2 separate regions of the Gossypium hirsutum genome follow, and region 1 is linked to region 2. A link is a contact called in public Hi-C data. All regions are on one chromosome and are shown on one strand. The core of a region is the stretch at or near the end of the contact, and the rest is flanking DNA. Distances in the headings are between cores, read along the strand shown. Region 1 holds the start of LOC121203658 (protein SODIUM POTASSIUM ROOT DEFECTIVE 2-like). Region 2 holds the start of LOC107932929 (calcium-transporting ATPase 1, endoplasmic reticulum-type).

Evidence for each region. A called contact is a pair of places that touch in the nucleus more often than the background predicts.
Region 1: a contact with region 2 is called in a Hi-C map of leaf, with 2.5 times the contacts expected there. The contact joins the promoter of LOC121203658 here to the promoter of LOC107932929 in region 2. A contact is called at or near these places in 4 of 34 Hi-C or Micro-C datasets (callus and leaf).

The regions. Positions count from the first base shown.
Region 1 is chrA07:16,467,207-16,474,426 of Gossypium_hirsutum_v2.1, reverse strand. LOC121203658 (protein SODIUM POTASSIUM ROOT DEFECTIVE 2-like) reads right to left here and starts at 5,332. Exons shown (of 2, transcript XM_041074088.1): 1 at 5,047-5,332; 2 at 4,461-4,860. The coding sequence starts at 5,332. The coding sequence ends at 4,700. LOC107941848 (60S ribosomal protein L23A) reads right to left here and starts at 4,040. Exons shown (of 4, transcript XM_016875474.2): 1 at 3,915-4,040; 2 at 3,760-3,803; 3 at 3,279-3,636; 4 at 2,608-2,872. The coding sequence starts at 3,772. The coding sequence ends at 2,788. LOC107941841 (RING-H2 finger protein ATL47) reads left to right here and starts at 1,953. Exons shown (of 1, transcript XM_016875463.1): 1 at 1,953-2,456. The coding sequence starts at 1,953. The coding sequence ends at 2,456.
Region 2 is chrA07:16,173,405-16,180,925 of Gossypium_hirsutum_v2.1, reverse strand. LOC107932929 (calcium-transporting ATPase 1, endoplasmic reticulum-type) reads left to right here and starts at 5,396. Exons shown (of 9, transcript XM_041117655.1): 1 at 5,396-5,579; 2 at 6,824-7,521. The coding sequence starts at 6,926.

The DNA of each region.
Region 1 (7,220 bases), core at 4,083-6,582, 290 kb before region 2:
GAGAAAACAGAGTTGACCAATCAAAAATTGCGATGGTGTGAAATGGACACAATCAGCTTAAAGATTGACACCACCACCAACAAAATTAAAATTTGATTTGAGAAACTGGCATCTAAATATCTTTCTAAAGAGCAAAGGAGATTTTTTTTTTTGAAGGACATTTTAATATGTTAAATAATGTCTTAACACTTTTTGTGAACAGTATTTCTTTTTTGCTAGTTTTCCTAATTTATATTGTCATTCAAATCCCCTTTGCATGATTTCAATAGAATCTTAAATATTATCACCAATGCCTTGCAAGGCTGTCATTACTTTATCCTCCTTAGGTTTAACCGTTCCCCGTTTCCGCGAACCAGCGGGGCTGACCTTCCAATGATCTCTGGCTCTGAATGGTTTTTTTTTTTTTTTTCAATCCGGTGTCAAGGATTAGCTCCAATAATAAATTCATTGCATGCTTTTATTTTTCACAATTTCACCTATATCTTGGTTATAATTTATATATAGCAAAGCATGCCACCTTCAGCTGCAGTTCCACCGTCACAACCATCGCAGCGGAATCCATGGGTAAGTTTCTCAGTTACTATAATGTGTGTCATCTTCCTGGCGAATCCCTTGGTAATTGTATCAGCTGCTATTGTTTGTATCATCTTAGTGGTATCAAAACTTAAGCATAAGTAAGGGGCAGGTTATGTGAAGTTAGTGTGTGACTGTGATCGGTCAATTCGTCAATAAATCAGTGTTGCAGTGTTGTTATATTTGTATTTAGCGAATGTGAGTTTGAGAATTGTGTTACATCAATCCATCTTTATTGAATCTAACAATAATAAGGTTGTATAAATAATGAGATCCTCTCGTCTGAGTATTAGAGTTATATTTTCTCAGCTGCTCCATACCTTTCTTTGTATCGTAACTCACTCGATTTCTTCATCATTTCAACACAAATCTGTCATAGAATCACTCTGCTGTCGATTTAATGCTGCAATATTTTTTAGGAAAATCTCGCCAGGACGCTTTTGAAGACCTCTAAGATCAATACAAAATAAAGCATTATAACCACAAGTAAAAAATCAAATGAGATGGATTCTTTTTATGTGAAAAACTCCTCTTAAAGCAAAAGGTAAAAATCACATGACTATAAATCCACTCAAAAGCTTCATTATACTTTAAAAGATTTTTCTACAAGATTATCACACAAAACCACAATAAAGAGAAGAGCATATAACTCCAACAAAGCTATATCAAAAGTAATCAAGCAAATTGAAACTATCACAAAAAGTAAAGCTGACTTTGAAACTGAAACCCCAAAACTACACACCCACATGGAAATCTAACCATATGTAATCAAGATCTTCCGAGTATTCTATTCATTGCCTAAAACTCAACTCCAACAAACTTGAGATGAATCCCAGAATCCCAGAATCCCAGAGAACGTAAAACCAACATAAAAAACACCCAAAAAAATTTTGATGTTAATAAAATTACCATAATTTCAAATTTGTTTAATTTAACATTAAAAAAATATTATTATGAAATAATAAATAAATTTATTGAAATTTATTAATAAAAAATGAACTCTATTTTTTAAATATTAGTTCATTTGAATTCAAAAAAATAATACAACAATAAAAAATTTTGGCAAGCATATTGGGAAGGGAATGGGAAGATGTTATCCCTGATTTTTGTCTTCACAGTTAAAATTGTCAGTGTCTAAGATGTTTGTAAACTATTTGGCGGCAGATGGAATAAGAGCAAAACTTAATATTATCGCCACTGCCCCAATGTCTTTACTTGTTCCTCCTTAGATTTAACCGTTCCCCTTCGGCTAAACGATCATGGCATATATTCCTATGAAAAGAGCTCTTCTCAATCTAGGTTAAAGGATTAGCTTCAATAAATTCAGCAACTTACCTTCGTTCAAAGCCCTTTTGCATGCTTTTATTTTACATTTCACCATGTATAGCATGTCTCCCTCTTCAGCTCCAGCTTTAGCGCCACAACCACCGAAGTGGAATCCCTTGCTAATTCTCTCAGTTGCTATTGTTTCTATCATCTTCATGCTACTTAGTTCCTACACGGTTTTGAGACGACTCTGCCGTGAATTTAATGCTGCAATATTCCCCAGAAATCAGCTTCAAAGCCGGATTCTAAGTGATCAGAGCAACTTTGACAATCCTTCTTCACAACCTCAGAGCAATGCACTGGAATCTACTGTTCTCAACTCCCTTCCAATATCTCAATTCAAGAAGGGAAATAAAGAACCGCAGTGGCCGAGCAACACTGATTGTGCAGTTTGTTTGGCTGAGTTTGAAGAAGGAGAATGGCTAAAACATTTATCAAGTTGCACACATGCCTTCCACGTTTCTTGCATCGACACATGGTTTCGATCACACTCAAGCTGCCCACTTTGCAGATCAAGTGTTTTCAATCTAACAGAAAGGCCTGAATGTTCTGTTTAGACGTTCGCAATTTTGGTGACTTTATAGATAGAAGATCTTTTGGGGCTGAACCAGAGATTTGATTCAAAAGGTGGCCCCTATAACTACGGTTTTGTATAAATAGCTAACATTCAAGCAGTGAACCATTTTTAAACAAATGCCCCAAAGCATGTAAATCAAAAATCACCTTCTGTCTTAAGTTGAACCAGAGATGGCTAATTGGCAACAACAATGCAATATTACAAACTTTTAAGTGCTAATAAAAATAAAAATACCTGCTCAATGTCTCGAAATAATTTCTCTTTGCAAACAAAAGGAAAATAAATGCTCAACAAGGTAGCTACCAACTAGCCTAGATAATACCAATTTTGTTTGCAACGTCCAAGGCATCGTATTCGGGTGTCAACCTAACATATGCTTTCTTTGTTCCATCAGGCCTGGATTAAGAGAAACATAACCAAAAAATTAATATCTAAAACACTAAAGCTGTAGACATCAGATGAATATGAAGAGATGAAACAAATGAGTCGTCAAGAAGCCTAATTGCAGAACACAAGCAAGCAAATGTATGTAATACTGCAGAAAACAAAGAAAACCGTTGCTCTAAAGCAAATCAACAGAGAAATGATCTCAAAGTTGATAATTAGATTTCGAAAACATACACAACCAATGTATTATTCTTTTGCAGTTCTTCACATTTAGCATACACCGAACCAAATATTCAATGAATATCAAAGATCTTACTAGTCTACAAACTGTAGTAGTAACAATTATATCAAACCGCTACTCATTCTTGGGCTATATGAAATAAGTTGTAGTGGGTATACTATTATAAAAGATTACCTGATCAAGGTGTTAACTTTCTTGGCCTGAATATCATACATCTTCTTGACAGCATCTTTAATCTTCTTCTTATCAGCACGAATGTCAACAATGAAAACCAAAGTGTTGTTGTCTTCAATCTTCTTCATTGCAGACTCAGTCGTGAGGGGAAACTTGAGAATCTGATAATGATCAAGCTTGTTCCTTGGTGGAGCACTAATGCGTGGGTACTTTGGGGTCCTATCCTTCTTCAAGGTCCTTGGCCTGTGGAATGTAACCTTGGTTCGGATCTTCTTGGCCTTCTTCTTAAATGTGGCTCCAGATTTCACTGCTTTCGCTGCTTTCAAGGCCTGTGCCTTTGGATCTGATTTCTTCTCAACTACATAATTTACACACGACAATCAATATAAATTACAAAATTCTATAAACAAGGATTACGAAGAAAAATTATGTAGAAGCAGAGTATAATGTTCAGAATCAATAAAATTCAAATCCAAAATACCTTTGGGGGCCATTGGTTGCGGCTGCCTCAAACCCTTGTAAACCCTAAAGCAGAACAAAGAAAATCAATTTTTATATATAAAAAAGCCGAAATCACTTCGAAACAGAAAATAGGGAAATGAAAAATATAAGATAAAATAGGGCAGCAAGAGAGACCTGTCGATGAAGAAGCGGAGCCGTTAGGGTTTGCTAGTAACAGGCGAAGAAGAAATTAGGGTTTATATAGATAGGGTTTTCAAATTCACTCTAGTTTCCAGTGGCTCAAAGTCACGGGCCAAGCCCACTGTATCCAAAAACAATATAACACAGATAAAGGCCTGGGTTAGTTTTTTCCAGTTCAAGCCGTTTGTAGTCATTTTACTTTTGTTTTTAGGAATTTAGTCACTTTATTTTTTCAGATTTTTAAATTTAGGTTTAATTTTTAATATTATTAAATTTATTTTATTAGATTAAAGTTCATTAAAATGTCATTTTTTCAGTTATAATGCCAACAAAATGAGTTTTTTTTTTAATTTCAAAATGTAACACCAATAATTTTAATAATGTTAACAATCGGATCTTAATTTTAAAATCTAAAAGGTAAAAGGACTAAATTCTCAAAATAAAAGAATATGGATCAAATTTTAAGTTTATGAAGAGTACATAGACCTATGACATAATTAACCAAAAACAAATTATAAAAGAGAGGGGTTACCCAATTTAGGGTTTTCTACAATGCAATATTAATCCAATTTAGGGATTACTCAACATCCTCTTTATCTTTGAATAATCTAAATAAAACAAAGGTTATGATACGATAATAATCCTAAAAGCTTACATCGGATTAATTTACGTTACGGTTTTGTATATAAGCATGCATGTAGACATGGGATCCACACCAACTGCAAATTCTTATAGCATTATTAGAGATTACATCCAGCAGGTTTGGAATTCGAGTAATATTAATCAGTAATTGGTTTGACCACGGGTGGAGATGCAGATGGAGATGACCAGAGCCGGGCATTCTTCACCTTGGACACGCTTTCTAGAACGCTTGAAGGTATTACATCGCCAATTACCGTCACTTTCTTTGTGGCCAAATCTATACTAAATGATGTCACTCCTGCAAACAAAACAAATGTTGAATAACACCATGTCTACCTAGCTTCTAATATGATACTGCATTTTTCTTTACGACCAATAATAACTACTTTGGGTTTTATGCTTTGCTTTAACATTAAGAAACATGTTACAAAAGCATGGTCAGATAATATAAGCAAAAGCTTTTCAATCTGTTGCTGAAACTGACCTTCCATTTTCGGGATTTGTTTCCTTACTTTTCCTTTACATCCTTTGCAGTGGATTGATACCCGCAAAACCACCACATGCTTAGGCTTTGCTGGGACATGGTCAGAGTCTGATAAACAATCGATAAAGGGCCTATCACTTAGAAGATATCTGGTGGAACCGTTGGTTGGAGGACTAGTTAGATCATGAATATGGGCTGAGCTTTTACGACGTACATCACTTGGCTTAACAGGCTTGTTTCTAGTCGTAGGAATTATAGGCGCAGTTGTGATGAGCAAGGTGAATATGGTTTAGACTTTTGAGGATCAAGAGGCCTATGGCCATGGCGGACCATGGAGCGATGGTCCAAGCGTGAGCAGGTGGCTATGGAAGCTGGAGAAGCACAGAAAAGATGCATTCCCTTCATGACACACTGAAGTTTTGTTGAAGTAAATATGGTATAGTTTTGAGGAAGAAAAGCTGAAATAGAGTTACAAAAGAGTAATAAAGGATCTTGATAAGGCCAACTAATCCGTTTTTGTAATAGGTGGATTAAGGAGAGAGAAAGGGAAAGAGAGGGAAAAATTTTAAATATGGGTAAATTACATTCAATGTAGTAAGTTTAATTTTAAGAAGTTACAAAATGGTCGCTAAATTTTTAAAAGTTTTCATTTAAGTCACTAAATTATTTGGAATTTTTAATTAAGTCATTGGCTATTGAGATTTTTTTTCCTTAAAAAAAACTCTAGTTAGCAAGCTCCAAACGACGATTCGACAATCGATATGGTGAATCAATATTCATCGACAAGTAGAAGAACATTCTTTAGATCCAAACCGATCTGACGATCAGTGTCAGAGATAAAAGAAGAAAGTTGTTTGGATTTTAGTTCACAGATTCCAATATTCAAGGTTGTTTCATAGAAAAAAATAAACTGTAATGTAAAAGAGAAGGGGAACGTGAGCGTTGTTCTATTAGTGTAGGCAGTACAAATAGAAACAGTCATACAACGCCTATTTTAATAGTCCAGTAACTTAAATGAAAACTTTCGAATAGTTTATTTGTCATTTTATAACTTATTAAAATTGAGTAATTAAAATGTAAAGTTACTAATAATTTAATCACCTTAGATATACTTATAAATAAATTATAAGGCAAGATTTAATCCAATTTATTCATATGCAATTATTTTGTACCATGTTTTTAAAGTGGTGACGTAAAATTGAAATTCTCAATTTAGTCTATTAACACTCCAGTAATCTGATTCAGTCTATTAAAATAATATCAAAATTTGAATCCCCATGATGATTAACAATAGACCGGGGAATATGGGATGGGCACCGGCAGAGCGGAAGCAGCTTCACAATATGTATAAATTAATCCTATTTTATTTCAATAAACTAAGATATCCATTGTTATTCTCTAACTTATTCATGGTAATTAATATAAAGGACGACCCACTTCATTTGTTCTCAGTTTCATTGTCCTTCTCTTGTGACCTCTATCACTTTCATTTCATGCAACTTTTTGTAATAAAAAACAGTAGATAATATTGTGGGTAACCACTGGTCAACAAGTTGTTCTTTCTCCTACGTCCAACAATTATACTTGTATGTTAATAATATTAATCTTAGTTTAGCATTTCTCAAAAGTATTCTTGAATTAGAAAACGCTTTTAAACAAAAAATTAAAATTTTCTATTTTTATTCTTGATTAAAAAAATATTTTTGCAAAACATTTTTTTTAAATAATTTTAAAAATATTTTTATTTCAAAAGTATTTTTATCTCAAAAATACTTTTTAAAAATAATATTAAACAACCCTAAATTCGAACTGCAGACATTTATTTTATGAACCAGTCTTAAATTCTACATGTTAACATTTGGTTAGGTTAATGTGAAAAGTTGATTTTATCTTTGTTTGTAATTTAATTCCAAAATCAACCAGTAGTATTTTACCTTAGAAAGCAGCTCAACCTTTCTTTTAAAAAATACTATTAAATATGAAGCACTTACACACCATTAACTTGTATGCGAAGTTACCTTAATTGATAGGGAACTGAACCAGACGATCCTTTTCTGAAAGGTTAAAAAATGTGTAGCTAGGTCATTCTTATTCAATGAAAATGTTAAATGTAGGTTTTCACCTTTTTGAGAGCAAGGAATCGGTTGCATCAATCATCGTCATGGTCGGAAAAA
Region 2 (7,521 bases), core at 4,147-6,646:
AAAGGCCTGATGTATGTTTTCCAACATAGGTTTAAGGAAGGAGTTATGGGCTGAAGTCATTAATTTGGAAAGCCTTTCGTGAACCGATCTCCCCATTGAGCATTAAACAAGTAATCCTCCTAATTATTCTAACCTTAGAATTTTCGGTTGTCCTACTCATGCTAAAGTTAGCTAGGGAAAGCTCGAACCAAGGGTCGTAAAGTGCATCTTTCTGGGATACTCTTCTGGTATGAAAGGTTTTAAATTGTGGTGTCTGGAAACCAACAAAATAATTGTTAGTAGAGATGTCACATTCGATGAATCTGCCATGATTCATTCAGAAAAAGGGTCGCCTACATTTAAAAACATAACAAACCAGAGTGTTTCAAGTAAGGTGGAGACGAAAGAAGAAACAATAAGTGAGATCGTGACAAGAGGAAGTATGGCATCGCAACATCATGACAAACAGGGACGTCATCCTGACGAAGAAACATATGACATCGCGACGACACAAAAAAATTGGTTCTCACGAGATCGAAGCTATTTTATATTAGTTTGAGACTTCATCCAAATCACAAGTACCCTCACCATCTCAATTAACGAATTATTAGTTGACTCGTGATAGGAAAAAACGAGAAATCCGACCACCACAGAAATACTATGAAGGGAACCTAATGACATATAATCTAAGTGTTGTAGAGAGCATTGATTCAACTGACTCTTCATGTTATTCCGAGGAAGTTCAAGCTTTTGATTCTAGCAAATAACCCATTGCTAAGAAATAAGAGATGAAATCACTTCAAAAGAATGAGACTTGGCAGCTAGTTAAACCACCCATCGGTAATAAAATAGTTGGCTGCAAATGGATGTTTAAGAAGAAAAAAGGTTCGAGTTCGAATGATACTAGATACAAGGTAAGATTAGTTGCAAAGAGCTACAGTCAAGTCGAGGGGGTTAATTTTCATGATTTTTTTTCTCATGTTGTGAAACATAGGTCCATTCGAGCATTTTTGGCTCTTATTGCATTAAACAATCTTGAGTTAGAGCCGTTAGATGTAAATACTTCTTTCCTTCATGGTAACCTTGAGGAGGAGATCTACATGCAACAATCAGAAGGCTTCAAAACTAAAATTAAAGAAGATCATATTTGTCTTCTACAAAAAATCATTATACGATTTGAAGTAGTCTCCTCGGTAGTGGTACAAAAAGTTCGACTCCTTCATGTTGAATATTGGTTTTTCGCAAAGTGAGTAAGACAATTGTTTATATTCATAATATCTTGATGATGGTTCATTCATATATTTGTTGCTCTATGTTGATAACATGTTGATTACGACTAAGGATCCATCTAAAATTAAACAACTTAAAATCATGTTTAACTCTAAGTTCGAGATGAAGGATTTAAGTGCAATAAAGAAAATTTTGGGGATAAAAATTTGAAGGGATAGACGTTTCGAGAAATTTTTCTTGTGGCAACAAAGATACATAAAGAAGATATTAAGCAGTTTGAGATGCAAGACTCAAAACTAGTAAGTACTCACTTAGCTACACATTTTAAACTTTCAATTTTAAATTCCCTTTAAAATGAAGAAGAAGAAGAAGAAGAAAGGTATATGTCAAAAGTACCTTACTCAAGTGCAGTCGGAAGTTCAATGTATACAATGGTATGAACTCATCCTAATATTTCACATGTTATTAGTATTGTTAGTAGATACATAGTCAAAACAGGTAAGTTACACTAGCATGCAGTTAAGTGGATTTTTAGATATTTGCGGGTACTTCAAATATGTGCTTAAAGTTCGAAAGAAGCCAAAAGAGTTTAGTCGGATATATTGATTTAGATTATGTAAGAGACTCAGTTGAAAGGAGGTCTCTCACATGTTATCTATTTGATTTCAAAAATTGTGTCATTAGTTGGAAAACTATACTTTAAGCCACAATGGCTTTGTCAACTACTGAAGCTGAATACATGGCAATCACTGAAGTTGTAAAGGAAGCAATTTCGTTAAGAGTCTTGTTTAGCGAATTGGTTAATAAGAGAGGGTATCGTATATTATAATTATCAAAATGTCATACATCTCACCAAAGATCAGATGCACCCTGAAAGGACAAAGCAATAGACATTCGATATCATTTGGTTCGAGAGGTAATCATTCAAGGAGATGTTCAAATTCACAAAATTGTCACAGAACACAATTCGACCGACATGTTGACAAAAAGTCTTCCAGTTTCAAAGTTCGAGCACTACTTGGACTTGGTAAGTATTCGATGAAGATCAAATTAGGCCCGTGATAGGGCTTGGCAAAAGAGTTAAGTGAAATACAAGTCAAGGTGGAGATTTGTGGAGTATGCCTCGCATTTCAGACAAAACAGTAAGTGACATCCCGATGAGATAAAGCTCGACGTCATGCCTCGCATTTCAGACAAAACAGTAAGTGACATCCCGACGAGATAAAGCTCGACGTCACGACGAGAAACCAACATCACAACGAGAAGAAAATCTTCGTCTTGACGATGGAAAAGCCACTTCACAATGTGGTGATGTGTTTCTCAAGTTTCTCAGTTTTCTTTTCTCAGTTAAACTCTATTTTAGGTTCTCACTTAAACTTTGATTAACCTAAGGATATTCTAGTTATAAAAGTTATGAATTTCAACCTATGAATAAGCTTTAGTTACCCTAGGTTTATACAACAATATAAAATATACAGATTGAGAGAATTCTGTGCTTTTGAGTTTGAAGGGTTTTTCTTTTGGGGTTTCTAGTTTTTTCTTTCTTTGATTCTCTCCATCTTTGTACATATTTTATATTAGTGAAATCTCCTTTCCATGGTTTTTATCCTCTTTTTGAGGAGTTTTTTCATGTAAATTTGTGTGTTCGATCTTTTCAATTTCTTTTTTACTATTCTTGTTCGTTGCATACACAAGTTTATCCCCAACAATACATACTCTAAAGACATAACTCTAATATGCTCTAACATTTTTAATTTCTTTGCAACCTACACCCAACAAATTCTAAGGACTATCCTGTTTAATACATCAACATTTTGCATCTTATAAGACAAGGAGAAGGGTACAAAAGCCAAATATGATTTCAAAGAAAATTTATATAATTAGAACAAACAGGAAAGAAAAAGCCTAAAAGGGATAGAAGATGTGGGGTTTTGTATTTGACCCCAAAAGTTGCTAAAGTGCAAAGCCCAAAGTTGTTGTGAGCTGAAATTGAGCATTGTCCACTCTATTTTGCCCAAAAAAGGGTCCAAGTTATATACCCTTGTTGAGAGAACAATCCAGATGAGGGGCTAGAAATAAAAACGAAGTCAACAACTATTGGCTGAGCTTTGTCTTAACTATGAACTCATCTTCGCACTTTGTTTGGTGACAGTTTCCCTCCGGCCAGATGACATGATAAATTCCAACTTACTTGTACAGTTTTGTCCCCCATCTTTTCCCCCAAGAGAAACAAGAATAGCATTGCTCACTATAACAATACAAATTTGATGACACCGAGTGATGAAAGTGAATGGCAAATAGGCAATATTCCATTCATACCATTTTCATGCCTACTGCGGAAACTCAGTTTCACTTAAATTTCCTGGTAACTAAAGTAAGATTGAATTGCAGAAAAATATGCAGCGTTGTCAGACTTCCAATCTGCAACTTGTTTGTTTCTTTGAGAAAGTGACAAGAAGAAGCAGATAGGAATGATATAGTTTAAAATATTCATTGATGATATGGATAGATTTAAATTAAAAGAGAATTTTCTCGTTGACTTTGGGATTTGGAGTGCCTGTGACATTTCCTAATCTCCCATTGAATGCAACACCAGTGAATATCTAGCATGCGTCAATGTGGCCGAAATTTCCCTGGAATTTCCATTGAGATAAGAGTATGTATTCTGAGTCTTCCTATGAAAAACACAATCATGGACCCTGGTCATCAATAATTGTGTAATAAGATGCCTTCTAAGCTCCCAATTCACAGCTATGAAAGACCAGCTGATATGGTACATTTATAACTACAATACAAATACTTCACATTTATCATAAAAAAAATTACAATGTTAAATTAAATTGATACACTAGACTAAAACTCACACATGAAGAAATTCGAAAATTTACACATACTAACACATAATAAATCTTGAATTTAAGTACTCAATACCCAAAATCTCTACTTTCACTAATTGTACCAAGTTTGATTGGTAACATTAATTTTTCTCGAGTATATTCATATGAGCGCATATATATATACATACGACATTTACCTAAGCTCAAATAACAGTGAAGGCTAGCTTGGGTAATCCTATAATGAATTATTTCTTCAAAATAGAATTAAAAGCAAACTTGACTTGTTTAAACATTCCATATCCAAATTTGACTTTACACATTTTCATCTTGAATAAATAAAATTCATGTTAGTTTCCTAGCATTGGAAAAGTTGGCATATGGAAGAAAATCCTTTTTAAATTTGTAAATATACACTCAATTGCAAGAAGAAACTCTATCATGCCATCTTTATGTCCCCACAAGAAAACCCCCAAAAGGGAGAAAAAGAAACTTAGAATAGTCACACAAATCAATAGAATATATGAAGGGTTAATATACAATTAGGCCCCTCAACTTATTCATTTATACTTAAGTGGTTCCTAAACTTTATTTTGGACCTAATCAATTCGATAGAGCCATGCGATAACAATGTGCTAAGTGAAAAAACATAAATTAAAAAAATATATATAAATGTAAATATATAAATTATGTTTGTCACGTGACATTATGAGAGGTTGCCACATGATATCACCGCATTAGTTATAAATGTTACGATAATACAAACTAATGATGTTAGTGTGAATGGACTAACTTAATTGATAGAATACAAGTTTAAGAATAAATTGAATCCAAAAATATTTAAGAATAATCTAGGTACAAATAAATAAATTTAAAGGCCAAATTATATATTATCTCTTATATCAACTCCAAATTCTTTTACCAGCAAGGGAAGTAGGAAAGGAATAGGAACTTTCTTAAGCATTAATTAAAAAGTTTGCATTTGATGCACCATATATGAATTTATATACTATTAATAAATTGTACTATGGTATGTTATTAAAAAAATGAAAATTTACTAGCTAAAACAATATAATTTGTAATTATAATTGCATGAAAAAGAAAGAAAGAGAAAAAAGTGTGCACCTTTCCGAGAGTGGAGATTCAGTGCGGGAGGCCACAAACATTGAAACAAAATGGTCGCCCCTATTTGTTTGCCACATGGTAAAGGGCATGAAAAGCGATCGCTTAACGTGGGCCTATCGTTGATCTATGAACACGTGGCAATTCCTTATTAGTTGAGGCAATGTGGAATCTAGGTCCTTCTAAGAAGACAAAAGAGAATACGCACATAGAGATGGAGAGAAAGCGATGTTTTCTAGGCATTGAATCGCTCTCTATAAATCAAATCTCTCTCGTTTCTATTTATTAAGATCCCAAAGATCAAAACTGTAATTAAAAGAAAAAAAAAATTCTTTTTAAAAAAATTACAGAGTAAAAAAGAAAAAAGAGAATGAATCAGAAGCTGAGTGGAAACAGAGAAACTCCAGGATTTTGGTAAGCACAGTTTTTTTTTTTTTACTTTTGATTCATATATTTCTATTGTGTTTGGTTGCTGAGAGAATTTAATGAACAGATAATTTAGGAGAAATTCAATGATAAAAAATAAGATCGGATTTATGGATTCAATCGAAATTTAGAACTGTTTTCTTTTTTGGAAGTGAAACATAGAAGTGCTTAAAGAATAAAGAGACTGGATTAGTAAAAATGGGAGATAAGTTGGAAATCGAGAACGAATAAAATATAAACGATGAAAAGCTGTTAAAAATCTAATAAAACCGGAAATGATATAATATTTTCATTGATTTGGACTCTTTTTAGCCCAAGCGATCATAGATTGAAAGGCCCAAATTGGGGCCCTTAGGGCATCTGATTGATTTTCAATTATTCTTTTTCTTTAATTCGTCCTTTTAACTGACCAACTGCTCTACGGTCTCATTCTGTTCTCTTCTTCGGTTCTTCACATCTTCTTCATTCAGTTTAAGGTTAGATCTTTGAGTATTTTATTTTTATTCCCTGAATGTTTGTCTGGTTTGGATGGGTGTTCATCTGTCGATCTGGTGATATTGAAGTCGCTCTTAACGATACAATTTCCAATTTTGATTTGGTCAAACACAAAACCGAGCTTGGGTTCTTTCTCTTTTAGTGCCAAACCAGAAATATATAATGATTTCTTTTCTTTTCTTTTTTTGGTCAAGTTTTAAGCAACTTTGAGCGCAGCTTTCCCATGTATAAATCATGAAAATGACGACCTTAGCATGCAGGAATTGTTTTTTGCATCGCCTTTTCTATTTAGGAAATGTTCTATCAATATTGGATGCCGCCAAGTCTTGCTGAACACGAAACTAAAACCTGCTTATTAAACATGTTAATATCTTTAGAATTCTTTTTTTATATACTTCTTTTATACTGATTTTCGTTTGCTTCTTTTTGAAAAATTTTGATTTTTTTTTATAATTTATGCTGACCTATCCTTTCAATTGGTTGAACCGGAAATCAGATATGCTACTGGGTAACTCCAGTTTTTTACTCCTTGGTTAATTGTTTCTAATGTATAAATTTGCAAAAAAAAAAAATGTGGAATGGGTTATGGAAGAAAAGCGGTATTCTTTATTTGCTCTTTTATTGCTTTTCTTATTGTTTTGGGGACAAATAGATTGGTAATTTTTAATGCTTAGTGGGTTTTTGTTAATTTACTTTGTTGATCATGATGTTACTTTAAATTTTTTTTTTGCTTTCAGGTCCACTGTTGAAGATAGGAAGTAAAGTTTCAACTTTTAACTTAAGCTATTTTGATTTTTCTTCAATTACTTGAAGAACTTTTTCTTCAGCATTGAATTTCAATGGGGAGAGGTGGAGAAGACTATGGGAAGAGAGAAAAAGTCAGTGCTGCTTCTTCCAAGGTAGAAAATTTTCCTGCTTGGGCAAAGGATGTGAAGCAATGTGAAGAAAACTTCCAAATGAATCGAGAATTAGGGTTATCAAGTGCTGAAGTTGAGAAAATGAGGGAGATTTATGGATGGAATGAGTTAGAAAAGCATGAGGGCACATCAATTTTTCAACTAATTCTGGAGCAATTTAATGACACATTAGTTAGGATATTATTGCTTGCTGCTATTATATCGTTTGTTTTAGCTTGGTTAGATGGTGATGAAGGAGGGGAGAAGGAGATAACAGCTTTTGTGGAGCCGCTTGTTATATTCTTGATCTTGATAGTGAATGCCATTGTTGGAATATGGCAAGAAAGCAATGCAGAAAAAGCCTTGGAGGCTCTGAAGGAAATTCAATCGGAGCAGGCAAATGTAGTTCGAGATGGTAAGAAGGTCTCAAATTTGCCTGCAAAGGAGCTTGTTCCAGGTGATATTGTGGAGTTGAGAGTTGGTGATAAGGTACCCGCAGATATGCGGGTTTTGACTTTGATAAGCTCAACTGTAAGAGT